Regions from separate parts of the Oryctolagus cuniculus genome. Here region 2 is linked to region 1. The links are chromatin contacts, called in public Hi-C maps. All regions are on one chromosome and are shown on one strand. Each heading gives the region's core, a stretch centred on a gene start, on an enhancer-like site or on the middle of the called end of the contact. The rest is flanking DNA. Distances are from core to core; before and after follow the strand shown.

Region 1 (4,447 bases), core at 63-2,562:
TGTGGATCCCCCTGAATTAGCTGCTCAGTATGAACTCTGAACGTATTCATTTGCAAGGTACAAGCGTGTGGTTTCTCTCACAGGTGACCATCCTCCACCACCTTGGGTCTTGGGGCACCTAGTCCTCTTTTCAACTTTTAAGGGAAAAAAAAGGGAGCCTTTAAGTTACAGGCTTTACATAGGGAATTCAGTTCCATTTTCCTGTTCTATATCATCTATATCTACTACAATACTCCTGTTAGTGGCTCTTTTTCTTTTTCTTTTCTTTGGCATTTGGGGTGTTCCCTATCTTCTTTATGAGGTCCTTCATGTGTTAGAAATTTTCATTACATTTTGCCCACCACCTCCACATACCTATATAGAAAGGGGTTCTTCCAAGTTAACTTATGTACCACATTGCTGGAAGTTCTTGCCATTTTATTCTTATTTCTTTACTCTGTACATCCAAGAAAAAAATTATAAATATGCATTCCCGTGATTTAAAGCTAGCTATCTTGAAGATAAAATTATTTGAAAGAAATAACTGAAGCAATTAAAATTTTTTATTTCTCCTTATTTGTAGCTATTAACAACAAAATAGTACTCCAGGAGGTGTCTAATAGAACTTGTCAGATGTGATTATCAAGCTGAAGTGAATACTTACTCAAACCTATAATGATATCAGGCTTTTTATGGCAATGCTTAATGAAGGCATACCATCTCGTCATCTTTAACTTACATTTCTTCAATTAAGTATAAGAACATTTTAAAACTGGCAGTTCTGTAGTATCAAGCAATGCTTCATTTCACACCACCAAATGTTCAGGGAACTTACTGAGTGGCTTAAATAACCCCTGGGTCAATAAACTGAGTCATTAGCACCTCTTTTAAATAACTGTTTGTCTGTTACTGGTTCAACATTTATATAATCTGTCATAATACCTTGGTTTTTTAAGGTACAAAAATTACTGCTGTAGGCTTAAGGCAGAGCATATCTTAAGTAGCAATATTTTCTCAGTGATCGTTTAACCATACTGTCTGGTACTGAGTGAGTTAAAGCCTGAACACCACAACTAATTACTATGTAATGCTAACCTTAGTTGCTGGTTCATTTTGAGACTCTTTAAAATATGAACTGTGTATTTTACCCCTATGCACTCTCTTAATGATTTGTTTTTTTAGACTGAAATCACTTCCAGCCATCAGTTATACTCTTGGTCTCTACATATGCACTTCTCCAAGCACAAATATTTCTTTTTCCTATTGGTCTGCCAGCCCTGTCAGAGCAAATTTCACTTTAAACTAAATGCTATGATACTTAAAACCTCTTGGATTACTCAGGCTGCTAGTGTGATCTATGACCTTCCAAGAATGACAGCTGAACTTTCCAATTTGCTTATACTGCTTGGGGAACTCGAAAGCACATGCCAAAAAGGAAAATGTTTCTGATGTTGAACAGAGAGGCGAGTTCTTGTTGGAGGTGGGGGCAGGAGACTATTAAGTACTGAAAAATACTAATAAGAAATGAAAAGAAACTAAACATGCTGTAAAGTCTAAGACCTCAAACATAATTCAAAAGTTAATGCTAGTACTAAAAATTCTTGAGCTGGACTAACTGGTTAAAATATGAATAATGACCTTTAGTTACTGTAATTTAAGCACCAACCAGAATCTTGAAGTTATAATACACTACCGAAATAACAAGTTTAAGAAATGGAATGGAATCCAACACTGTCCTGAGTACTTACTATACAAAATGGGCTCTATCAACTCTCTGTCTTTGTGGAACAGACTGAAATCTGACAAATGAGCAAAATCAGAGACAGCATGATCAACTGATATGCATACTACCTCCATTGAAATAATGCCATTCTCTCTTAAAGAAAGATTGTAATGTTAGATTCCTTTAAAAAGATCACGTCTCCAATGCCCTTAAATATTTGGGGAATATTCTGTTGTAGTTTGGAAACTTTCCACTTTCTCTCACTACCTTACACAAGAGGTAGACAAATGTATGTCCTTAAAAATTTTTTTTGATGAAAATTTTACCAAAGGATGCTTAAAGCTTCAAATTTATTTCTGACTAGTTGTTTCAACATTTTTTTGGGTTACATAACAGACAAACTATGTTTTGTTCATAAAAATCAAATGGTTAATACATAAATTTTTTTTGTTATCTAAGTGTATTTTTCTAAAATTCAGGGCATAAATCTGCTTAATAGAAAATATATATGCTTAATTTTATTTTCATTTCATTTGAAAGGGGGTAGAGAGATAGCGTGACAGTGAGTGAAGAAAGCAAGAGAGAGAAATGACAGGGATCTTCCATCCACTGGTCCACTTGCCAAATGCCTGCAACAACCAGGAGCCAGAAACTCAAGCCAGGTCTCCCACATGGGTGGCAGAGACCCAAGTATTTGAGCCATCAGTCTGCTGCTTCTGAAGGAAGGCATTAAAAGGAAACTGGATTGGAAGTGGAGGAGCCAGGACTTGAACCAGGCACTCCAATATGGGATACCAGTGTCCCAAGCAATGACTTAACTGCTGAGCCAAATAATCACCCCAGAAATTATATTTATACCTTAAAAATGCATGCTTCATAATAGCTAAGCATGAAAGTTTGAAAATATGATTCTAGACAACTTTAGAATTGAAAATATACATATTGGAAAGTGTTATTTGAAACTTTTCAACCAATAATTCAGTAATTTCAGTAATGAATGCAAGTCAGACAAGTATTTCAGTTACTCAGTGTCCTCTAAAACATTTAGGATCTCAGAATACTATAAAAGCATACTGGCATTGCTAAATGCACTAAAACAGGCACTAAAGTAAATCTGCATCTATCTCATAAGCTTTTGTGGTCCTGAAGAATACATTTAAATATTACATTATGGATATATTAAAAATATAAATTCATTTTTCTGCTTAGGTTAGCTAATTATAGATTGTTGTATTACAAGTCTTCTGTTGATGAAATAATATATTGCTGCTTTATCTTCCAAGAATGGACTAAACACTCTGGGCAGACACTTGGGTTGATACCAAGCAAATTCAGTGTAGGCTGGAATGTAAAGTATAGGATTCTGACAACTTGTACCCTGTCAATTTTAAATTAAAATTATTTTCCAAGTAGTATTAGGAAATAATATACTTCTTTTGACATTTCCCTCCTTAATTTAAGGATTGGCAATTAAACTTATTAAATTCAGCAAAACTCAAGAACAAACTTATCAACCAACAACTCATGAATTTTATTAAAGTTAGTGGGGGTGCAATGACCTCAAAGGTAGAATATCTGGATGAGATTTCTGTCTCTACTGATAGAATTTGTTACAGTCTGCATCTAACTTTCTTTGTCATGATTTCTTTTTCTGTAAACAATGGCTATCCCTTTTAACATGTCTACACCCTGAGGTTGTATTTTCAAGACTCATATTATAAGAATACACTCTTATAAGTATATATTTAGTTTTGTTATTGTTATGACATGAATATCATGTAGCCTTCCCTAAAAATGCTTAGGAAATTCTGGCTTCTGCCATGCAATCTAGGCATGTAAGAGATACTCTATCATACTTGGCATGCTTCTTGCACATGCTTTCTGTTTGTCTTTACAAGACTCTTACATAATTCATAGAGATTTATGCCTGCACATTGGCATTCTAATTGCTGTTGCACTAAAATTATGCCATAGCCAATCATACCTTGCTTTTACCATAGTGAGACTGGACTGCTTATACAAATAAGGTTTTTCAATCAAAACCTTTCAGACCCTATGTCATGCTTGACGTAAATGATACAACTTCTTTAGGCATGAAACACTAGGAGCATCTCTTAAATTCTTTTTCATCTTATTTTGTATTCAGTGAGCTTATTTTTAAAGAAGTAAACCAAAGGTAAAGTTTTTAGTTATCTCATGCAAATGACCACTTCCACATTGCACACATTCCTGTACTCAGGTTTACTGCTAGTGTTGGCTTTCTTAGAAAAGTGCACAGGTCATGAAAACTTTTGGGGTAGGAAATTTTCATTCTGTGATGTTCGCGTCTTGGGGTTGTGCCAATCTGACAATCTGGGACTTACAAGCAAATCCGGGCAATTATGAGAATTCCTCAGGGAGATGGGAATGCACCATACATTTCTGGGATCATCTGGGTTTGGGCAGTATTCCAAACCAGCTTCTAGGTGTATCCACATTATTTCAAGAGTGCAGGGCAAGGAACAAATTGACTCAATTTAACGTAACTTCGATTCCTACTTGCTGATAGCAAAGAGCACCTCCCCTTACCTCAGATTTTGAGGTAAAAAAAGGCAAGATGCAACTATAAGAAATTACAATAGTTCCTTTTTTCTCCATTCTGTATACAGAGAATGGAATAAGCTAATCAGCTCCATATTTGTAAAGGCCTTGAAACCCAAAAATCTTTTCTAAGAAAGCTTTTAGGAATTCTTATTTATTTATCAC
Region 2 (5,059 bases), core at 2,407-4,906, 1.1 Mb after region 1:
GCTCTAAATAATTATGTGCAAAAAATTCCCAGAGATCAAACTACCAACAAATATTAAAGAGGTAGAAACAATTTAATAGATCTATAATAAATAAGAGATTGAATTGGTAATCAAACCTTTCTATAAAGCAAACTTCATAATAAGCTGGCTTTACTGGTTAAATCTTCCTGATGATTAAAGACAAATTAACATCAATCCTTCCAAAATCTTCTTGCCCCATAAAGGGAATTGACATACTCTCCAGTTCACTTCATGAGGCCAGTATTACTCTTATTCCCAAACCAGACATACATCACAAGGATATAAAACTACAGACCAGTATATTACATTAGAAGATAGATACAAAAAGCTTAACAAAACAATATTATTTCTTGCCATTTTCGAATTTATTTTTGTCATTTTCTCAGTCTACTATTATTGAGTTAAATATTTATTATTATTCACCTTGAAAAAACTTTAACAAAACAGTAGCAAACTGAATCCATTAACATTTAAAAGGGTTCTATATTACAACCAAATGGAATTTATTTCAAGAACACAATATTGACTTAGTATCTAAAAATGTATCAATACAAAATACTATGTTAATGAAAACATTCTAGCATTACTAGATATGGAGAAAACTTTTGATAAATAAAACAACTTTATTTAGTAAACTTAGAAACAACAACAACTACTGTTTCTTCTTTTTAAATATTTATTTTATTTATTTGGAAGGCAAAGTTACAGAGAGAAAAAACTTTCCATTAGCTGGTTTACTCCCCAGATGACTGCAGGGCTGGGCCAGGCCAAAGACAGGAGCCAGGAGCCAGGAGATTCATCTAGGTTTCCCGCATGGATGCAGGGGCCCAAACACTTGGATCATCCTCTGCTGCTTTCCAAGGCACATTTTTTAGCAAGGAGCTGGATCAGAAGTGGAGCAGCAGGGTCTTGATCCAGTCTCATATGGATGCTGGCATTGCTGACAATGGCTTAACCTACCACAACACAATGCCAGCCCCAACAATAATTTCTCCAATCAGATAAAAGGAAACTGTGAAGAAAACCATGGCTGACATCACTTAGTGGTGGAAGACTGAATACTCTCATTAATTACATTTATAATGTCAAGGTACAAGTAGGCAAACAGTAATAACAATAATAACAATAACAACAATAACAAAAAAGCATCTAGACTGAAAAGAAAATTAAAACTGTCTCCATAGGTGACATAATCTTGTACATGGAAAACACAAGAAATGAAAAACTTTTGGAACTAACAGATAAGCTCTGTAAGTCAATATATAAAAGTTCATTGTATTTCTAATTTTTATTTGTGTATTTGTATATTTTATTTGTGTATTTGTGTAGAGAGACAGAGAGAGAGAGCTCCCATCTGCTGATTCACTTCACAAATGCCTACATTGACTGCAGATTCTTAGGCTAAAGCTGCAAGTAAGAATTCCATCCAGGTCTCCTACATGGACGGTAGGTATCCAACCATTTGACCCATCACTTACCCTCAGCAGGAAACTGGAATAGGGAGTGGAGCTAAGGTACAAACTTGGACACGCTGAAACGAGATGTGAGAGCCCCGAGCAGCATTTTCACTGTTATGCCACTCACTCATTCCTCAACTGAAAAAAAGAAATATGAGATTAAGAAAACAATTCCTTTCAGAGTTACATGCAAAAGAATGACATATTTGGCAGCAATTTAACAAAATAAGTGTACCAACTGTACTCTGGAAACTGTAAGATGAAGCTGAAAAAATTTGAGAGAAGATAATAAATGAAAAGTTCATGGATCAGAACTTAATATTATTAAGAGAGCTATACTCCCCAAATTGTTCTATATATTTGACCCAATCCCTCCCAAAATCCAAGCTGCATATATTGCATAAATTGACAATCAGATTCTAAAATTCATGTAGAAACTTAAAGGATCCAGGATGGATAAGACAAGCTTGGAAAAAAAAAAAAAACCACAAAGCTTAAGATGTAATTTAAGGATGCCAAGACAATTCATTTGGGAAAAAATAGCCTTTTAAATAAGATAGGGTGGATAACAGCCATTTTTAACAAATGAGTCTAAGCTAACTCAACATGCAGATGCAGAGGTGTAAAGGTAGACTCATAACTCCCATCATATACTAAAATTAACTCAAAGCATGATGGACGTTTGACATAGCAGTTAAGATACCTCATGGGATGCCCACATCCCAAATTAAAGTTCCTGGATGGGGTAGCAGCTCCATACCCAATTACAACTTCCTGCTAATGCATGCTCTGAGAGGGATCAGGTGATAGCTTCAGTATTTGTGTCCCTACCACCACATGGGCAACCTAGATTGAATTCCCATATTTGGCTTTATCCCGGCCTAGCCCCAGCTTTTGCAGAAATTTTGGAGAGTGAACCAGGAGATGAGAGATCTCTGTGTGTCACATTCACTCTCTCTCTTTTAAGTCAGTAACAATTCTTAAAAATAAAAAAACTCAAAGTTTATCAAAAATCTAAATGTAAGATATTAAAATTACAAAACTCTTAGAAGAAAAGACTAGTTGGATCAGACAGTTAATTCTGAGTGAATTCTTGTGAGTCCAAAACACAAGTACTAAATAAATAATAATTGAATTTCATTTAAATTAAAAACTTTTTTTGCTTCAAAGGATAGTTTTAAGAAAGTGTAAAGGTAGCTCACAGAATAGTAGGGGATATTTGCAAATCATATACCTTATAATGATCTGGCATCCAGGATATATATTTAAAAAAATCACCAGCAGCTCAATACTAAAAAGACTCAAAATGCCATTTATTATATATTGTTTATATGAAATGTCCAGAAAGGGAAAATTCATGAAGAGAGAAAATTCATGAAGAGAGAAAAGCGATAAATGGTTTCCAGGCACTGGTGGGAAGAGGAATGAGGATTTGACTGTGGGAATGAGGTTTCTTGCAACTCAAAAACTCAACAATAAAAATAACAACCAATCCAGCTGAGATGAAAATGGTCCAAAATCAGTTCTGATTGTTGTATGATTGTACATATATTAAAAAAGCACTAATTGTATACTTTAAAATGATGAATTCTATAGTATATGAATTATTTAACAAATACATTATAAAGAGAATACTGCAATGAACATCCTTCTCCATGTTTTAGTACATCAATTGTTTAAATGTTTCTATAATCTTTGGACCTACAATTAGAAATTAAAGGTTGTAGGATTAAAATGTTGCTAGAATATGATAAATTGTTCCACAAGTTACTTATATCATTTATGCTTTAACCAATTGTATGAGAAATCTCAAAAGTTCTATTTATCCTTTATTTATTTGACATCAAATTTTATTGATTTATTTTTAATTATTATTTTGTTTTTACTTACTATAAATTTATGTTTAACTGACTTACATTACTTTGAACTGAAGTGAAATTAAATATATTTTCATAATTTTTAGCCATTCAGTTTCCTCTTCTATAAAATTTCTATTCATATCCTGTGTTTACTTCTACTGAGCTGTTAGTTTGCAAAAATATCTGACATTGCTAGTTACACAGGAACTAGAAACTTTCCATTCTCTGTAGTGAGAGATGAGCATTAACAGTCACTCGAACATGTTAGAGTATTCTAGCCAGACACCACAACCATTCTGGAATGGAATCTTGGAAACATATGGTTACCATGACAAATGAAAACATTTCAGAGGATTCTCATCATTTAACTGAACAGAGGACTTTACCTTTGCTTAAAAGGAAATATAAGTTTCTCTTCTATACTTTGCCTTACCAATGGTTACAGAGAAATTATAAAAAGTAAGTAATTATGCCCCTGTTAATCTTGCAAAATCTTGTCTTCTTTCTAACCCTGACCTTTTTTCTTAAGTGTCTTCGTTTTTGTTATTGATGTTATTGTTGTTGTGATAAGAGAAAAACCATGGATATATTAGAAAATATTTCACCATAGGCCGTCATCTAAAATTCCCACCAAATTTAACAATTGGAAGAATTCAACTTTGTTAGTTGAACCCTCCAACTTCATGTTGCATTAACCAGCATTCTCCAGAGAAATAGAACCCATACATAGAAACAGACATTGTAAGGAATTATTGACATGATTACAGAGATTGAGAAGTCCTACAACTTTCTAGCTGTAAGCCAGAGATGCAGGAAGTCCAATGGTATAGTTTGAAGGCCTTAGAGCCAGAGAGCCAGTGATGTGGATTCCAGCCTGATTCTGAAGGCTTGAAAACAAGGAGTGCTGAGGCAAAAAGATCAATGTCCCAACTCCGTCATCAGCTGTCATTGCTTAATGTGTAAGCGATGCAGAGAGGAAGTGAACATTCCTAAGCTTTCTTGTTTTATTTAAGCCCTCAGCTAAATATGGAATGGAGGATGCCCTTTCAATTGGGGAAGGCCAACTGCTTTACTGAGTCCACAAATTTAAATGTCGATATCTCCTGGATCACCTTGACAAACACAATTGAAAATAGTGTTTATCAATACTGGGCATCCTATGGTTCAGTCAGGTTGATATATGAGTCTACTTTCTGTCAATTTGGTTAACATTTCCTTAAACTTAATCTCTGAATAGAGACAAAATAAAATAAAAATTCCACCTAACATGATACAACTATTCTGCATACAATCCCAACATAAACAAAAACTTTGCCTTAAAAGGAGAAAAAGTCCTTAAGTGATGTTTATGTTTTTATGATATGCCAAAACTTAAGTAGTATGATGTAAAATTAAGAATATTTAAATGCCATGATTTGAAGTCAACACATGTTGAAGGAATAAGAGAGGAATGAAAATAAAAATACTTGCTATAAACACACATAGTTATTCATAATAAATTAAGAAAATATTGGGCAAAACACTCATAATGATTGCAGTTCTCATTTTTTTACTTGTCACACTATCATAAGTTGTGTTTTTAATTGCCTTCCTTGACTTCCTATTCTGCATTCCTTTGCCTTCAGCAAGTACCTCATGGTTTTTTACTTACTGAGGGGACCCGAATTCTTCTGAAACACGTGGACCATTAGCAATTCTACCTGAATTGAGTTGCTGTATGTT

The links. Hi-C and Micro-C count contacts between places; a contact is called where the count stands out from the background.
Region 2: a contact with region 1 is called in a Hi-C map of skin fibroblasts, with 2.8 times the contacts expected there. The contact joins the promoter of MROH9 here to the enhancer-like site in region 1. A contact is called at or near these places in 4 of 6 Hi-C or Micro-C datasets (ear pinna, embryonic fibroblasts, psoas muscle and 1 more).

The regions. Positions count from the first base shown.
Region 1 is chr7:27,803,734-27,808,180 of mOryCun1.1, forward strand. The region is part of intron 20 of KIFAP3 (kinesin associated protein 3); the gene reads right to left. Among named protein-coding and RNA genes, the nearest start is that of SCYL3, 49 kb to the left of the region's middle. Within about 2 kb of position 1,313, at least 1 of the 8 cell types and tissues checked has an H3K27ac peak or open chromatin away from gene starts, as enhancers often do.
Region 2 is chr7:28,895,240-28,900,298 of mOryCun1.1, forward strand. MROH9 (maestro heat like repeat family member 9) reads left to right here and starts at 3,657. Exons shown (of 23, transcript XM_051857125.2): 1 at 3,657-3,796. LOC127493547 (a long non-coding RNA gene) reads right to left here and starts at 3,611. Exons shown (of 3, transcript XR_007923825.2): 1 at 3,395-3,611; 2 at 1,500-1,616; 3 at 749-1,033.